3 separate regions of the Sus scrofa genome follow, and regions 2 and 3 are each linked to region 1. Evidence: chromatin contacts called from public HiChIP or PLAC-seq data. All regions are on one chromosome and are shown on one strand. Each heading gives the region's core, a stretch centred on a gene start, on an enhancer-like site or on the middle of the called end of the contact. The rest is flanking DNA. Distances are from core to core; before and after follow the strand shown. Region 1 overlaps NCF4 (neutrophil cytosol factor 4). Region 2 has its middle 22 kb from the start of TEX33. Region 3 holds the start of NCF4 (neutrophil cytosol factor 4).

Evidence for each region. HiChIP or PLAC-seq counts read pairs in DNA pulled down with a chosen protein or histone mark.
Region 2: a contact with region 1 is called in an H3K27ac HiChIP or PLAC-seq map of alveolar macrophages. The contact joins two enhancer-like sites. A contact is called at or near these places in 1 of 5 promoter capture datasets (liver), 25 of 47 Hi-C or Micro-C datasets (alveolar macrophages, blood, embryonic fibroblasts and 13 more) and 2 of 2 datasets of contacts at active chromatin or transcription factors (alveolar macrophages and skeletal muscle).
Region 3: a contact with region 1 is called in an H3K27ac HiChIP or PLAC-seq map of alveolar macrophages. The contact joins the promoter of NCF4 here to the enhancer-like site in region 1. A contact is called at or near these places in 1 of 5 promoter capture datasets (liver), 15 of 47 Hi-C or Micro-C datasets (alveolar macrophages, blood, embryonic fibroblasts and 9 more) and 2 of 2 datasets of contacts at active chromatin or transcription factors (alveolar macrophages and skeletal muscle).

What each region holds. Positions count from the first base shown.
Region 1 is chr5:10,892,740-10,896,179 of Sscrofa11.1, forward strand. NCF4 (neutrophil cytosol factor 4) reads right to left here. Exons shown (of 12, transcript XM_021091535.1): 4 at 116-200. Among named protein-coding and RNA genes, the nearest start is that of CSF2RB, 54 kb to the left of the region's middle. Within about 2 kb of position 1,547, at least 30 of the 83 cell types and tissues checked have an H3K27ac peak or open chromatin away from gene starts, as enhancers often do. A contact at or near this core is called in alveolar macrophages, embryonic fibroblasts, fetal liver and 2 more, where this site is marked.
Region 2 is chr5:10,788,489-10,791,928 of Sscrofa11.1, forward strand. No RefSeq gene overlaps it. Among named protein-coding and RNA genes, the nearest start is that of TEX33, 22 kb to the left of the region's middle. Within about 2 kb of position 1,768, at least 15 of the 83 cell types and tissues checked have an H3K27ac peak or open chromatin away from gene starts, as enhancers often do. A contact at or near this core is called in alveolar macrophages, fetal liver and liver, where this site is marked.
Region 3 is chr5:10,992,444-10,995,883 of Sscrofa11.1, forward strand. It overlaps NCF4 (neutrophil cytosol factor 4), which reads right to left and starts at 1,559. Exons shown (of 12, transcript XM_021091535.1): 1 at 305-1,559. IFT27 (intraflagellar transport protein 27 homolog) reads left to right here and starts at 1,739. Exons shown (of 7, transcript XM_021091536.1): 1 at 1,739-2,184. The coding sequence starts at 2,151.

The DNA of each region.
Region 1 (3,440 bases), core at 297-2,796:
ATGGCCCTGTTGAGAACCACTGGGATAGAAGTGAAGAGATGAGAGCGTTGGAGGCTCAGAGATCAGAGGGTAAAGGTTCAGAGGTCAGAGGCGAAGGCTGACGGGTCTCTCTTACAAAGTGGCTGGTGAAGCCTCTCTTCTCCTCGATGTCCGCGATGTTGGCTGAGACGGCAATGTCGTCAGGAAGCTGGGCGAAGTCGCTGAGGGAGGCAGGAGGAGAAGAGAAATCAAATCCTGGTATCACCTCTGCTGTGTTTGGTGGCCCCTGGATATGAGACCCCGTGCCGAGTGAACCAATGTATCTGCAACTTCCCCTTCAACACCCACCTGTGCCAGATCCCGCTACAGACCTGACCTTGAGATCCAAGGCATTTGGAGACAGGGCCACATATCAACAGCCGTATTAGAGTCCAGCAAATCGCTTTGCAACTGTTTTATTCATCCGGAAACAGGGCATCCGGCACCCCTAACATACCAGAGCCTGTTCTAGGCCCTGGGTCACAGGTGTAAAGGAAGTTGACACACGCCTCCCAGGGAGAAGGGCTCATTACGCCCTGGTCGGGGAAACCCTCACAGAGGAGGTGACCTTTGGGCCAGATCTAGATGGACTAAATAGGAGTCCATTAGGTAGGATGGAGGAAGGGCCTTCCGGGCAGAGGGAACAGAATGTGCCAAGGGTCTGAGGCCCAGGTCTAGTGTTGGCTGGAGTCTGTTGTGATCAGAGACTGAATAGGTGGCTGAGGCCAGGCTGAGGAGGGTCTCCAGTGCCGAGCTCAGGAATTTTACAGGCAATAGGGATCCACATAAGTGTTCAGAAGAGAGTGAAAACACAACAGGATCTTGGCTTAAGGAGACCAACTCGGGCAGCTGAGTGGAGAGGAACAGGAGGGCAGAGACTGAAGGGACAGGGCCCCATTGGGAGGCCCTGAAGTGGTCCAGCCGAGAGCTGATGCGGACCCGGGCCAGACAGCGGGGACAGGAGAGGACAGACACAAGGGACATCGCCCTTGGCAGACACTGTTCCATTTTCGTGTGAGCTGCTGCTTCTTGCTAATCAAGCTCCAATTCTTTTCAGGGTGACAAGGTCCAGCCCCGTGGTGACAGATCACTATTGGTCTGAGCCAAACATAATTATCCCATTGCTGTTTCCCAGCCTTCCGTGCAGCTAGGAGCAGCCACGTGACCAGTTCATAAGAGGAACTCTGCCGTAAGACCCTCTGGGACTGTGCTTGCTCTCCTGATCCAGAGGGATGGACAAGGCCATCATGGTCTCCTCCCCCTTTCCCTTCTGCCTCCCTGGAAAGCAGGTGTGACTTCGGACCTGCAGCAGCCATATTGCATCCAGGAGGCATATCATGAGAAGGCTCACAGGACTCTGGGATGCTGGTCTTGAAGTCAGAGAGCCGCAAAACAGCTGTGGCCGACCTCTGGACTTCTTGTTATGTGAAAGCATAAACGCCTGTTTCAGCCACTCTCAGTTCCTCTTCTGTCTGCGGCCTTATGCATTTCTGACAGACACATTACTGATCTGTGAGTCACTCTAGAGTTACGGCCAGTAGGGTTTGGGGACTGTTTGGATGCAGAGGTGAAAGAAAGGGCAGTGTCAAGACTGACACCCACATGTTACCCATATTCTGACCAGGATGGGTGGGAGGGGAGCCCAGCTGAGGGACTCCATTTGGGGATGCTAATTTGAGGGGCCTCTTGGGTACCCAGGCTGAAGTCCAGCAAAAGCAGTGTGTCTCTGGAGTTCAGCAAGGATTGGGGGGGTTGCTCAGCTCGTGGGAGGGTAAGAACCAACCATATGCCCTGTGACTGGTAGTTAAGGACCCCCCCCCAAAGAAGAGCAATCAGAATGAGCAGAGGAGGGGGCTGAGAGGGACACATGCGGGAAGGGAAACTACCAAGGAGATGGGGAAGGCGCAGCTTAGGGGTTGCGGAATCCAGCCGCTTGTGGCCGGATGAGGAAACAAGGAAAGCAAACATGACTTTACTGTTGCAGCAACTGGGAAACAGGGTGGGAGTGGGGGCGGGGCCTGCCACATCTGAACCTCAGCGCCGGCCGTAATATCGATTTCAAAGGCTACACCCCCAGTCCCAGGCCCTGCCAGTCCCCATGTGATCTGGGCTGCCAGGGCTCTTGGGCCACGTCAGGACTCTGGAGGGCTGGCTGAGAGGTGACTCAGGGTGGCAGCGGGCAGGGAGAGGAAAGCCCCATTGCTCCCAGAGCAACTCGGTGGCTTCTGGCAACCTCGCCACTCACTTTCCACACACGGTTCCGGGGTTACACCCTTGGGGGAAGCTTCCTCCTCCACTTTCTCCCCCAAGACTGTGCATTTTAGGGGGATTTCACCTGCAGCTGGCTGGGGATGGGGCAGGAAGGAACCGGAGAGCTAGAAATGGCCCTGAGCGGGGACTCGGGAGGGCTGGGCAATAATAGCTAACTTCAGCTAACGACTTCCTGAGCGCCCCAGCACCAGGTGCCCTTCCGAGAGTGTCATGTTTTTTTCCAGACAAGGAAACGGAGGCTCAGAGAGGTTAACAAACTTGCCCAAAGAAGTCGAGAAGCCAGAATATGGCTCCAGAATTCTAGTCCTGAACACGGCTGCACGGGCCCTGCTTTGAAGCTCCCAACAGCCTGCTGCACGAGGTCAGATATATCCCGGCCCCTCCCAGCCTCGGTCTCCCCATCTGAAATGGCAATGATAATAATGACAGTAATTACATCATAAGAACCCCACACCCCACACCCTACTACAGCTGCTACAGCACCTACTGTAGCTCAGACACTATTCTAAGAACATGAGGACGTGGCCTCCGCTTTCCTGGGTCTCGTGGTCGAGTGGAGGCGTCCGGCAATTGTATAATCTCCATGGTCACAGATGTGGTGAAGAAAAAGCCTCTGATGTTTTGAGCGCCAGCAGGAGCCCGGCCGCTTGACAGTCCCTCATGGAATCGGCTGTGCGTTGGGCAAGAGGGTTTGGCAAGTGGACGCTTCGAACGTGGGGCAACGTTTATCAGAGAGAGAAGCGGGGCTGCTGTGTATACAGAGGGGCAAGGCTCCCTCAGACCGAGGCTGGTCAGGGAGGGCTTCCCAGAAGAAGGGGTGCCAGGTGGTCCGTGGGTGAAGCAATTAAGAGTTGGCCTCAGGACAGGGGGCAAGGGAGAGAGGCCAGTGCAAAGGCCCCAGCCAGGCAAGAAGGAGGAAGTTACAAGGGATTCCCACGAGAGCGGGACCCCCGTTCCCTGCGGCATCCCCAGCGCCCAGAACAGTTCTGGCACAATGTAGGAGCCCAACCTAAGGCTGCTCCCTCAGTCTGCAGTCCAGCAAGTGGGTGGGCCGTGCTGTGGGCCGCATGGGGAGAGCCTGGCTGCCTGCGGGGAGGCGGGGGTGCTGAGCCAGGGGACACACAGGCTGGTGGGCCGGCTCTGGGCCTCCT
Region 2 (3,440 bases), core at 518-3,017, 100 kb before region 1:
ATTAGGGGGGCTACATTCTTCTCCCTCCACTGATCATTTCAAAGTCATCAAGGCTGGAGTCACGTGGTCTGGCGGTGGTTTCTGGGGGCCTTCGGGTTATCCGACCTTGACCTTTCCTCGGAAATGAAGATGGCTTACAAAGGGAAGAGGGTGTTGGGGAGTGTTTCAGGGAAAAGAAAACCCTAGGTGTGATGTAACTCTAACTAGAAAGCAGTCATCAGGAAAAGAAAGCCATTAAGCGAGGAAGCGATCATTTGTGAAAAGCCGGTTAGAGTGAGTTAGTAGGACAAGGTAAGGACTAGTTTTTAGCTGTAACAAGAGTTCTGCCAGGGACTGGACTGGCTTCAGCTATTTTTTGCTTTGTCTCTTTTTTTTTTTTTTTTTTTTTTTTTTTAGGGCCACACCCACGGGAATATGGACGTTCCCAGGCTAGGGGTTGAATCGGAACTGCAGCTGCCGGTCCACACCACAGCTACAGCAAGGCCAGATCCAAGCCATATCTGTGACCTACACCACAGCTCATGGGAATGCCAGGATCCTTAACTCACTGAGCAAGGCCAGGGATTGAACCCAAGTCCTCGTGGATACTAGTCAGTTTTGCTACCGTTGAGTCATGACGGGAGCTGCTCTGGCTGCACCTGTTATAAGTGGTACCGAGGAAGATCAGCCCATTTATCCTTCCCCAGCAGCCTGAGTCAGAGACTGAAAGTCCTGCATCCTGGGATATGGAAACCTGACCTCTCTCTCTCTCTCTCTCTCTCTCTCTCACACACACACACACACACACACACAAATACACCATCATGGACACACACAGTCACCTGAGCAAATGCATACGCACGGAGGGCTGAACATCAGCGTGACACCTACACACAAATATATGAGAGATAAAGTACCGCCTGCCATATCAGTGAGCAAAGGATGTCACAGTCATTAGCGATGGCAGCCCCCTCGGAGCTAATAGTTAATATTCTGTACCTACTACCTGCCCTTTGTTGCAAGACTCTTCTGTATCCTAGCTTCCACCTCAGCTCCTCCGGGAAGTTTCTCAGAGCTGTCTGAAATGCTGCCACCCAGGATCTAGTCCTCATTTTGCCCCAAATAAAACTTAACTCACAACACTCACCTTGTGCAACCTAGGCAGTCACACAGCGTCACGCTCAGAGGGGCCCCCAAGCGTGTTTAATGATCTACTGCCTCGCTTTTGAAGTGCTTAGTCATTTTTTTTTTTTAGGGCCACACCTGTGGAAGTTCCCAGGCTAAGGGTCGAATCAGAGCTATAACTGCTGGCCTACACCACAGCCACAGCAATTTTTTTTTTTTTTTTAAAGGGCCACACTTGAGGCATATGGAGGTTCCCAGGCTAGGGGTCGAATCAGAGCTACAGCTGCTGGCCACAGCTACAGCCACAGCTACGCAGGATCCGAGCCACGTTTATAATCTACACCACAGCTCACAGCCATGCCAGATCCTTAACCCACTGAGCGAGGCCAGGGATGGAACCCACAACCTCTTGGTTCCTAGTCGGATTTGTTTCCACGGCACCACAACGGGAACTCCAGCCACAGCAGTTTTTGCACAGATACACACACAGGTGTTCTCTGTCTCATTGTCTTCCTCTTTCCTCCCATCTTGTCTTCACACTGGAACTGCCCACAAAGCTCCAACCTCAGCCCTGAAATCAAAAGACTGAGAATGAAAACTGGAGACTGAGGGGCAGCCCCTGCAGAGGGGATCTAGTCATGTCAGACACTGACCTCTAGGTGGCAGCACCAAGCTGGGCCAAGCCTTAGCTCAAGGCGGGAAGGAAAGCGGACTGGGACAGGAGGGGCAAGAGGGAGGAGGGGGGTGAAGGGGAGGAGGGGGGAGGAGGGGGGAGGAAGTGGGTGCCACTGAGTGCTTCCCTAATCACGCCTCTTCCAGAAAGCTCAGAGAGTTCCCAAAGTAGCAGATTCTCTGAGGGATTGCCCATTCCATTCTTCTGTGCCTATACTTTCATCCAATTCATTTTTTTCCTGTTCACTTTCGTATTTTTCTTTTTGTTGTTGTTTCTTAAAATCTTCTGATTACAGGAGTTCTCCTGTGGCACAGCAGGTTAGGGATCTGGGGTTTTCACTCCAGTGACTTGGGTCACTGCTGTGGCTTGGGTTTTATCCGTGGCCTGGAAACTTCCACACACCCCAGGTGCTTGGCCAAAAAACAGAGAAATAAATAAAGATTTAAAAAAAAAAAAAAACAAAGTTAAAAAAGCTTTCTGCTTCAAATGCAACACATTTTATTGTAGAAAACCACACATACAGGAAAGTAAAAATCAGCTACGACTTGGCACTTGTTTTTTCCCAGCCTTGCCTGAGTCATGTGGAAGTTTCCAGGCCAGGGATTGAACCCAAGCCATGACAGCAACCTGAGCCACTGCAGTGACAAATGCTGGATTCTTACTCTGCTGCACCACAGTGGGAACACCTCGACATACATTCAGGGTTTTTTTTTTTTTGGCTTTTAGGGCTGCACTCTCAGCATATGAAAGTTCCCAGGCTAGGGGTCTAATTGGAGCTACAGCTGCCGACCTCCGCTACAGCCACAGCGACACAGGATCCGAACCTCGTCTGCGACCTACACCACAGCTCGCGGCAGTGCTGGATCCTTAACCCACTGAGTGAGGCCAGGGATTGAACCCAAGTCCTCATGGATACTAGTCGAGTTTGTTTCTGCTGAACCGCAATGGGAACTCCCTCGAGACACATTCTTCAACTTACCTTTTCACTTAATATGACTTGGTCATGTTTTCGACCATCATGTATAGACAGATCTGCCTCTGCTTTTAATCATTTGGAATCTAATATTCCTAAGTCTGATTTTTGCATAACTTGGGTAGTCCATTCATTGAATGGTCCTCAGTCAGTGGGTGCAAACACGAGGCAGTTTTGTTTTCTCCCATTGTGTCATCCCCACCGGGCTCCGTGGACTCCCCTTCACATCCCTTAATGATGTCTCCAGCTTTCTGATCATTGTCAATCTTTTTTTAAATTATTATTATTTATAACAGCTGCACCTGCGCATATGGAAGTTCCCAGGCTATGGGTTGAATTGGAGCTGCAGCTGCCAGTCTATGCTGCAGCCATAGCAACGCCAGATCCAAGCCACATCTGTGGACTCCACAGCAGCCCATGGCAACACCAGCTCCTTAACCTAATGAGTGGGGCCAGGGATCGAACCCTCATCCTCATGGATACTGGATGGGTTCATTACCACTGAGCCACAAAGGAAACTCCCCGACCATTGTCCATCATTTTATTTTATTTTATTTTATTTTGTCTTTTTGCCATTTCTTGGGCCGCTGCTGCGGCATATGGAGGTTCCCAGGCTAGGAGTTGAACCAGAGCTATAGCCGCCAGCCTACGCCAGAACCACAGCAACACCAGACCCGAGCCTCGTCTGCA
Region 3 (3,440 bases), core at 309-2,808, 100 kb after region 1:
GCTGACCGAAACCACACACAGCAGCACCAAGGAAAGGGATGTGGGCTCTGCAGATGTGGACTCCGCAGATGTGGGCAGAGGAAGACAGCCCTATGAGGGAGGGGCTGTTAGTCCCTCCTGCCCCTCACAGATGGGGAAACTGAGGCTCCCAGATATATCTCCCCCAAATGTGTTTCAGCATCTCAGCTCCATGGAGCTGCCTCAAAGAGTGACTTACTCAAGAGGGCCTCTGAGGGATTAATTAGCAGGGCAGCCTGGAAGCGGGGCGGGGGCAGAAAGACCAGGCAGAGGCTTTCTGACTCACCGAGGCCTGGGGTGTCTGAGACAGACTTGCATGATGTTTCCAAAGAAGACAAGTAGGTGAGGGGAAGGCAGGAGACACATCTTAATCACAATACCAGGAATGAGTCCCAAGGAAAGAAACTTCCAGGCAGCTTGCTCTGTTTCACTCCCAATTCAAGGCTGAAGCATCCACAGAAATGTGTGGAGTGTATGTGTGTTCATGGCCCAGCGCAAGGCTGGTAGCCACAGGGAGACACTGAGCAGGTGAGGCAAGTTCCAGGTAACTGAAAGGCCTGTGATGACAAACCCCCGGGGGCAGGCACCTTCACTGAGGGCATCTTCCTGCTCAGCACCAGCCATCCCAGGGGGCCCCAGCAGAGGCAGAACAGGGGTGCCTGCACCTGGCATACGGCAGTGATGATCAATGAAATTTGTCCAGATGAATCTCTTCTCATTCATCCATTCCTCACTGTTGAGCCCCTACTATGTTCCAGGCACTTACAGACCTTCTTTTGAGCGTCAGGACAACCCCAGGAGGTGGGTTCCACTAGCCCATTTTTAACGAGGAAACAGGCTCAGGGGCGAGGCGATGTGCCACGATGGTCACCAGGTCAGGAAGACGGCGGCGGCAGTGATTTCAGTCTGAGGTTCCTCTTTCAGCAAGAGGAGCCTCCCCCAGAAAGTCAACAGACATCCTCGGAGCCTCCCTGTGGGATGGGGAGTGTCCTGGGGCTGGCTTTCATTCGATGATGTGCGGTATGTGATATATTCTCCATTTTACAAGAGGGGCTGGACTCAGGAAAGTAGGGCTTCAAGTGTCTGAGTCCCGCTGCTCCCCCACATTAAACTCACTTGTTCTCTCTTTGTCCACAGACATCACTTTCAACACTTTCCTATTTTACATTTTAAAGCATGACATTCTCGGGCTTTAAAAATCAGATTTCCCTGTGAGATGCGAGCCAAGGACTAGATTTCTTGATGCAGCTTACGTCGCTCTCCCCGGAATCTGGGACTTGAGGGGGCGACAAGAACCTCGGCCCAACAGAGCGGGTTCAAAGTTCCGCTTGGGCAACTGCACCTTGTCCACTGCGCAGGCGCCGCTCCAGTCTCCCGCGCTCCCAACTGGCCCCCTCCGTGGGCGAACCCACTTCCAGAAGGGGAGGAGGGTACGCGTTCCTCCCGAGATGGTCCAAGCCAGCCTCTGGCCAATCAGAAAGCTGCTTTTATCACCGCTTCTGGATATAAGTTGTTGGAGCTGTTTTTCCCTGAACTTTCCAGAGGTGAGGGGGCGGGAGGTGGAGATGATTGACATGCTCTACAACTATTAGCCAAGCGAGAAAAGTTTGAAGAGCAGATACTGCTACGAATTACCTGGCGAGAAAGGGCTGTTATCCCCGCCCCTCCTTCCCACTGGTCTTCGGGAGCTTTCGGGTGTGGGAGCTTTTGGTGGCAGCCAATCCACAACCAGCAAGGAGGAGGAGGAGGAAATAGAGAAGGCGGGGCAGGCGGGGCATGGTTGCCCGAGAAGCCCATCTGTTGCGGTTCTGGGGGCGGGAAGGTTGCTGGATCACTATTCCTGCTTCCCACTAACTGGAGCTGTGCCTGGGACGGGATCCGAATCGCCTCGCTGGCATCTTCCAGGTTACTCTCTGAGACCTTGAACTTGGCCCCATCTGGCGATCCTCCGCGCCCTGCCGCGACCCTAGTGCCCGAGAACTGCCCGCGGGCTGCCCAGAGGGTCGTTGTCCCCACCGCCGCCACAGGACCCTTCAGCGCCAGCCTTCCCCACTCCCCTTCCCAGGCAGGGCCCCCCAACGCCTCCAGCAGCCTCTCTTCCGCTGTCTGGTCCGCGGAGGTGATTGGTTACCATGGTGAAGCTGGCAGCGAAATGCATCCTGGCAGGTGAGTCTGAAAACTTGCGGATGAATACAGTCGACGGAGGCCAGAGAGTTATCAAGAGTTTTTGTTCATGTAAATTGGCTACTCTCTTTCCCTTTCTCTCTTCCAAAGGCGAGTTAATGCAATTACTGATAGAGTAAATTCCATTAGGCGTAGACGAATTATCTTCCACAGCACATTTGTAGCTCCAGTTGCTTTTCCGCACTCCCTGTCATACTCTGAGACCACTGTCACTAATTTGAGCTGTGCTCAGAAGGAGTAGACTCGCTAAAAAAAATAAGGCTAAGCTCACCCCAAGTGCTTCAACTAAACCATGTCCTGTACCCCGAAGTTAGGCATCAGTGACGTGATGGTCTTATGAGATTTTTTTTTTCCTGAACCCATTCCTCTCAAAACGGGGATAGGAGGTAGTCATGTACAGTTGAGCAGAGTCTGCAAAAGTTATGTGTGTTGTCTTTAAGACCCAGAGTTACTGTGCTGCCCCACAAGCAGGAGGACATAAAGGACTCTCCCAAACGTCAGAATCTCTGTTTTCCTGACTGATACATCCCAAGCACACAGAACAATATCTGGAACATAGTAGGTACTCACTAAATATTGGTAGAATGAATGAAAATGTGACATGCGCATTTGTAGTATTTCTGCTCATTTCGAAAACATTTGCCATGATTATGGACCTGCGACCAAGGAGCATGTATGTACTTTCCTGAGTCCTTACTGCATGTCAGGCAGGTGTATTTCATTTCATCCTCTCCCAGGAGGCAGCACACTGGGTTAAGTGCTGTGCTCGTCTGACCTTACTGTGGCCCAAGGTCACCCCTAGCAAAGGAAGGTCATAGGTGGGATGTCAACCCCCAGATTTGCCAACCTTCAAAATCCTTCACTTGTGTGACTTTGGAAACCTGTGACCTTTCCAGCTTTTCCTGACCAGCTCAGGAATGAAGCAGTAAGAACGTATATCGAAGAAAAAGATTCCTTTTTCAGTCTTTATTCCAGACTGAAAGGGATGATATTTTTTTAAGTGACTTTTCCAATTTGGAAATAAAAGGGTCACACCGGAGGATAACTGACAACAATCACTCAGATCATTCTGGAGCAAATGAAAATGAATGGTTCTCAAAAGCAGTCTCTAGTTGCCAAAGCGCCAGGAGGGGCAGTATTGTGTAATAGGAATAATTCTGCTGTTCCTCTGATTGGCTGTGTCCTCTTGAACAAAAGTACTTCTCTGAGCCTCAGTTTCCTCATTGATAAGGTGCGAA